Linked DNA regions of Mus musculus: region 1 is linked to region 2. Evidence: chromatin contacts called from public Hi-C data. All regions are on one chromosome and are shown on one strand. Each heading gives the region's core, a stretch centred on a gene start, on an enhancer-like site or on the middle of the called end of the contact. The rest is flanking DNA. Distances are from core to core; before and after follow the strand shown.

Region 1 (3,381 bases), core at 448-2,947, 270 kb before region 2:
TGACTTCATGAACATGGCCTCTCTAGACTAAGAGCAGCATCAATCATAATAGTAGGGATAATAGGATAGTAAGCTTCCCGTTCTCTTAAAAAACCCCTTTAAATTGAAATCTCATTTTGATTGTTAGTTCTCAATAAATGGATCCCATTGGAACTCATATATTTTTCTAACCTATAGAATATCAGTGTTTATGACTGAGGATCCATAATTAAGTACTGTTAGTTCACCTTCTCTTTGTTACACACCATTAGACAGGAGTGCCCCTTGAATATATTTATCACTGTGGTTATGTGTTCTATTTGCGTGTCTTAGAAAAATGTTTTGCCTACTACTATTCTCTAAGAGTGTTTTGTTGTTGTTGTTTGTGGGTGTTGTTTTATAATTACTATTTCATGGAGGATGAAGGCCCGGGAGGTGAAAGGGCTTGCCTAACAGAGCCGTGATATAACAGAGCCAGGTGAAACTTGAGCCCCTGTCTCTGCCTCACGAGGCATCCCCATTCCTCAAGCAAAGCTCGTAGAATATTCAGCTTCCTACCTTCATGTAAAATCCTTTTAGACTGGACTCCAAGCCACAGGTCAGCACAGGCTAATATGACTATCTTCCAGAGCTAACTGATATCGATATGAGTTCCAGTCTCTACAACCCCCTAAGGTAAGTGGGAATCCCATTTTATAGATGAGAAAACAGGCTCATAAAGTTGTGCCTTGCACAAGTTTTAAAATTATTAATTTGTTAGCCAGGCATGGTGCCACACATGGGAGGCAGAGGCAGGCAGATCTCTTGAGTTCAAAGCCAGCCTGGTCTACAGAGAAAGAGAGAGTCCCAGGATAGACAGGACTACACAGAGAAACCCTGTCCTGAAACCCTCATCCCCAAGTAAAAGAAAGTTATTAAGCTGTAGAGGTAAGGTTTATTTCACCAGCTTAGGCTCCTCCCAGCAGAAGTTGGAACTGATATGTTGGCAGCTCCAAGTTTCAGTGCAACTGTAGGCTATCCGTGCTATTCACAAATGTGGGAATATCCGTAGAACATCTGTAATAATCGCCAGTGAAAATGACAATATTACAGAAAATCAGTTAGAAGAAATAAACAGCGTGGCAAGGGAAGATGGCTGAGCAGGAAAGGTGCTTGCTATACAAGCTTGGAAACCTGAGTTGGGCCACTGGAATCCATGTAGGCACAGGCAAGAACTTACTCTACAGACCTGTCCTCTGATCGCCACACAATGCTGTGCTGTGTGTGCCCCATCTTCCATACACAACAAGCCAGAGTCATGAATTTTCTCCCTGCCTGTCAGGCCTTCCCCAGACTTCCCTCCAGGGACAGGGGATGTGTATCGTGAGTCTACTCTGATCACTTGAGCTTCCTTTTGCCGATTCCTCCAGGTCACCACCTGGTATTGAGTAACAGCTTGCTGTGTGCATGAGCCTTAGGGATGGTTCCACAGTTGCCCTGCCTTTGTTCATGAGAGCCTTTCCCTGGCCTTAAGGCTGAGTCATTAGGGGTGTGAGTAGTTTTGTTCTTAACAACATCCTCTGGTCTGGGATGCTCCCCAAACATTTCTTCCTTTGATTGCAAACACTGGGGGGTTCTTTTTTCTCTTTGGAGGGCAGAGGGCAGAGTTGAATAGGCCAGCATCCTCTCCTGGCAACAGTCCTAGAATTAATTCCTGGACCTGAAAAATCCAAACACCCAAACTTCCTGCAGTAATGAAAACCCACAGCAGAGGGCAGTCTCCTACATATGGCGAGGTGTCCTTGGCCCTGAGCTTATTTAATTGAAAAACCTACAGAAAAGTAATTAGCCTGGCTTCATAAGAGAGGCAAATCCCTTGCTGCCCCCCTCAGCCCACCTTTTGTTTAAAGAAGGCCATTTGTTCTTGAAGTGAAGAGTCCCCCGCGCCCTCCTTCCCTTCTTGTCCCCTGCTACAACTGTTAGGTCTAGTTTCTCTAGCTCAAAGATAGAAAGGGGTTAATTTTAGAGAAGCAACCCCTATTTGCTTTGTTCCATATGCAGAATAGGAAGGACACTGTCGCATGGTCTGTCAGATTTTCTCGGTCCCCTCTTGAGGAGGCAAGCCTGGAAGGAGGGTATGAATCCCAAACGTGTGTTTCACTCTCTCCTGCCAGGCATTCTCCCAAGGCCGTTTCATGCACTCTTTAAATAAGCCCAGATCCCCCATTAAGTGGATTTGCTTACTATTGCCAGTTCACACATGGGGAGATGGAAACCCTGAAACTGACAGGTTTGCTATGTGGTTCTCTGGGCTTTAAGTTGGTCATGTGTTTTAAAACAGGGAGTATCAGGTAAATTGCTCTTGAAACCCCTATTTCCTCTCCATTGGAGACAGAAGCTTGGAGGACAGATTTCCTAGGAAAATGGGTATGTCTGGGGGGTGGAGGTGCTGTTGTTGACAAAGAGCTTTGTTACTCTTTTCTAGTGTCCCGCCCCCCACCCCCAGCTGAGCCTATGCCTCCTCAGAAGGTTGAAGCTGGGTCAGCTTATCCATCAGGACTGTGCTGAGCCTGATCCAATTTTAGCAGTAACCTGCTTCTGCTCCCTAGGAATGTTGCAATAGGAGCTACGGTCCTGGTTCTGCAAGCCTGGCCAGCTCCCATGCGCTTCTGCTCATTCCCAGAATACAAAACACAAACTCAGGAGTGGTCCACCTTGGTTTTTTTGGAGTGTGTCTCTTGGGAACCTGGGGCTTACCAATAAGGCCAGGCTGCCTGGCAGTGAGCCCCAAGGATCTGCCTGTCTTTGTCTCTGGAGTCACAAGTACATGTTACATGCTCAGCTTTTGTATTTTATTTCATGGGCTTGGGGGATCAAACTCTTGTCTTCACGCTTACACAGCAGCCTTTGTTAGCATTCTGTCTAAACTCCACCCCACAGTTACCTGGCAACCGCCAGGTATGCCAACCTTGGTGGGCATTTTTACCAAACGGGAGTCTTATTCTCTGAGGCATCAGTCAGCCAACAGATTTGTTCTGAGCATTTCTAGCCAGTGTTGGATCACAGGTCTCTAAACCCAGTACCAGGTCCCAGGAGCTACTTGATAGAAGTTGGACAGATGCTGGAGTGAAAAGCCACAGTCTAAATGCCTCTGAAGTAAATACAGGCACAGCTTGGTCCCTCTCCTGGTTAGCCTCTGAAGTCACCTGAGAGGAAAGCTGCAGTGGAGGGACTGCCTAGATCAGGCTGACCCATAGACTGTCTGTAAAGATTGTCTTGATTGACTGGCGTAGGAAGGGCCAGACCACTGTGGGCGGAACCATCCCTAGACAGGTGGTTCAGGCTGTACAGGAAAGAGAGCTAAGTACAAAGGAGCCAATCAGCAAGGAGTGTCTGTCCCTCTGTGGTGTCTGTCTCAAGCTG
Region 2 (3,326 bases), core at 106-2,605:
CTCATTTTATCCCAGGTACCACCTTAGTCAAACAACTGATTTATAAATCTAACTAGAGCAAAAGCTTCCCTTTAGATGAACAGTAAGCTTTAAAAGCAAGCTAAACAGAAGTGTGATTCACCCAGTCCCACTATTTATCTTCTTCTCTTGCACAAACAAGCCAGTATTGGCTATGGACAGCCAGCTCCAAGCACTTTGGACCTATCTATTTGTCTTTAAGAAGAAAGATTAAATAGTTGACATTTTCCCTGTATATGAGGGTTGCCATAGTTACAGGCTTTCATCCATCTCTTAAAGTTCTGCATCCTTCCACTTGTCTTAGTTTCTTCTTTCTATGATTAAAAAAAATAATAACCTTACCAAAGCGACTTAAGGGAGGAAATCTTTATTTGGGCTCAAGGTATAGCCTGTCATAGTGGAATGGACAAACCAGCAAGGGTTTGAGGCACTGATTACATTGTATCCATGATTAGGAAAAGAGCAGTGCATGCGAGCTCTCAGCTTGCTTTCTCCACCTTTACAGTCTCTTTTTTTAACGACTTAGCATAAGATTCTCACATCCCCATCCTGAGTTTCTGAATCTTTCCACTCCCACTCCCTTGTCCACAGTGTCGCCTCTGTACATCCCCAAGGCAACCAAGATCTACTGTCATAAGTGGAGCTAACAGCTGGCAAGCCTTCTAAGTGGGACACCATGTTAACGCCTACTGTATAATTATCCCAGTTAATTTTTGTAGCAATGCCAGGCAGTATATGTACACAGAACAGTCCCACCAGAATTGTCCAGCCCCAAATGTCAATAGAGATGAGGTTCAGAACCCTGCCGCAGGCTGAATGAGGTAGTGCATACCTTTAATCCCAGCATTCAGGGGGCAGAGATAGGTGGATCTCTGTGTGTAATGCCAGCTTGGTTTACATGGCATGCTCCAGGCTAGCAAGGTCTATATAATCTCATAAGACAAAATCCTGCCACAAAATTATCTTTTGTGAGGAGGTTGTATTGTGAAAAATTATATTGTCAATTTTCCTTTAAAAGGTAATATGGCATCATAATACTGAGTAGGCTCTTTAAAGTAGCCCTGGCTACCCCATCTCCCTGCAGTTCTCTTGTTTCACATGGCGAATGATCCATAGTAGACATCCTTTGGGTTCTGAAGATCAAGTTTATTGAGATCAAGTGGGTAGAAAACAGCAAGCAGCAGGAAGATGATAGAGCTTCCAATAAGACACTTATTTTTTCTGTCACAGAACTGAGTGGGGACACCTGGGAGACCAAAAGTACCAGCTGGAGCAGAATGGCTCCTCCTAGGTGATGTGTCTGATGTGCCATCCCCACCACAGGCATTTGTATGCTGTGGGATAAATAGTAGCTGAGTCTTTTGCTTAGGGAAGATGCCTAGGAACGATTTACCTCCCAGCTGCATTCAAGGACACAAGGCTTTTAAGCCAAGGACACAAGGCTTTCAAGCCAACTGTTCACTCTCCTGTTCTCAAGTCTGCAGTACGTTCACTCTTGGACTGTTTTGCTGGCCTCCTTTTCCTTCTCATAGGGCTGGGGGCAGCACATCCTGGACCAGGGGTCTTGGAGGACACACTCTAAACATATCTGGGTCTGAAGTAGATCACCCCTACCTCTCAGTGAACTTAAACAGCACAGGACAGTTTGCTGACTTAATGTAGTAGACCCCCCTCTAGTGGGGGACAGCTTGGCCATTCATGTCTCCTTTTGTAAATCCCAACATTTGACATTGTCATGGCAGCAGGTAGACCCTACCTTCAGAAGTGCCTCTCTGCCAGCACGGATGTTTCAGATCTGTTTTGCAGCAGCAGCAATTGTGGGTGTGGATCAGGCAAATGTGTGCCCTTGCCCCTGTTAAATCTATCATAGGTGGCCTCAGATCAGACCAGGCTAACCCTTTCTGCAGCTCGAATGCAACTTTTCTCTTCCTCCACTCTGTTAGCAGACTGTGGGCTCTTCTCCCTATGGTAGCAGACCTGTTGCTGTGAAAAGGAGAAAGATGAACTATTATAATCCTCTAAACCACGAGGAGCATCTCCATCAACCCCCATGTTCTTTCCAGTTAAATCCCTGCCTGCTGCCTGAAGGGGAACTCGGCTAGGGTGAGCAGAATGCAAGGGCACAACTTCCAGTCCTAGCTCTCAGGAGGCTGAAATAGGAAGATTATGTTTGAGGCTATCCTGGGCTATATGGTGAGCCTGTCTTGATGTAAAAGAAGGAAGAGAAGGAGGATCAGCTGAGGGTGTTCGATGTAGGGAGCTAAGATCATAAACTAAGATCACGAGAGGAAACAAATTGTCCCGAATGGTATTCTAGAGCAGCTTGCCAAGCAGAGAGAATAGTGACAGAGAGTACCATGGGCTGACCACTGAGGTCTCAGGAAGAGTGTGAGTGGCTCCAAGATGGCTGTTTGGTACCTTCATGCCTGGGAGGTAGCTAGTTACCGAAGCCTTCATCCTCCTTAGCCAGGACTTGAATATACCCTGGTTGCTCTGCCTGGGTCACTCTCAGCCTCTCCTGGACTCTGATTGCTCTTTTGGAAAGTAAGAATTATGGTATCTGCTACCCTTGAATTCAGATGAGGTTAGGAGTGGAAAATTGAACATTTAGGAGACAGAGACTTCCTAGACAGCTTTGTGGCCAGCCCACCTCCTATTCTCTCTCTGCTTCACGGTGTGGATACCAGCCTCCTGCCCCACCCTCTGCATCCTTCCTTTCCTGCTGCCGTGTCTTCTCCACCATGATGCACTGCATCTGCCTGAAGCTGTGAGGCAAAATATACCCTTCCTCCCTTAAGTTTGTCTGTATTTTGTCCTAGAAATAACAAAGTGACTAAAAGAACAGGAATTACAGGGGTTTTTGGTTTAGTTTGTTTGGGGTTTTGTTTATTTATTTGCTTGCTTGCTTGCTTGCTTGCTTACTTGTTTTAGTTTTTGAGCTTTTGGGTTTTGAGGGTTTTTTCTTTTTGTTTTGTTTTCTTCTGTTGTCCCAGCAGCTTGAGCAATGACACACCATGGGCATTTAATGAAATTGGCCCTCGTTGGCATTTATAAACTATTTGTTAAATGAATATCCTCTCTTTCACAGAGACATGAAGGGGCTTAAGACTCTACCCATGATCACATGACTAAAAGGAGGAGACTTTAGCAGCTACAGTAAACTTCATCTTGCACTGTTTCACCAATGGCAATGACCCCTCGGCTCTGCAAACTAGTTGCAGAGACATTAGAGTTCAGAGCAGTAAGGTGTAAGGTGGAGTTAGAATGGTTTGAGATTCCTGCAAGATCTGAAACCACCTGTCATCTCA

The links. Hi-C and Micro-C count contacts between places; a contact is called where the count stands out from the background.
Region 1: a contact with region 2 is called in a Hi-C map of forebrain, with 2.7 times the contacts expected there. The contact joins two enhancer-like sites. A contact is called at or near these places in 3 of 484 Hi-C or Micro-C datasets (cerebral cortex and forebrain) and 4 of 115 datasets of contacts at active chromatin or transcription factors (VIP interneurons, astrocytes, embryonic basal ganglia and 1 more).

The regions. Positions count from the first base shown.
Region 1 is chr6:92,664,012-92,667,392 of GRCm38.p6, reverse strand. All of the region lies in intron 2 of Prickle2 (prickle planar cell polarity protein 2), which reads left to right. Among named protein-coding and RNA genes, the nearest start is that of Prickle2, 40 kb to the left of the region's middle. Within about 2 kb of position 1,697, at least 52 of the 459 cell types and tissues checked have an H3K27ac peak or open chromatin away from gene starts, as enhancers often do. A contact at or near this core is called in cerebral cortex and forebrain, where this site is marked.
Region 2 is chr6:92,392,185-92,395,510 of GRCm38.p6, reverse strand. The region is part of intron 8 of Prickle2 (prickle planar cell polarity protein 2); the gene reads left to right. Among named protein-coding and RNA genes, the nearest start is that of Gm38862, 11 kb to the left of the region's middle. Within about 2 kb of position 1,355, at least 23 of the 459 cell types and tissues checked have an H3K27ac peak or open chromatin away from gene starts, as enhancers often do. A contact at or near this core is called in cerebral cortex and forebrain, where this site is marked.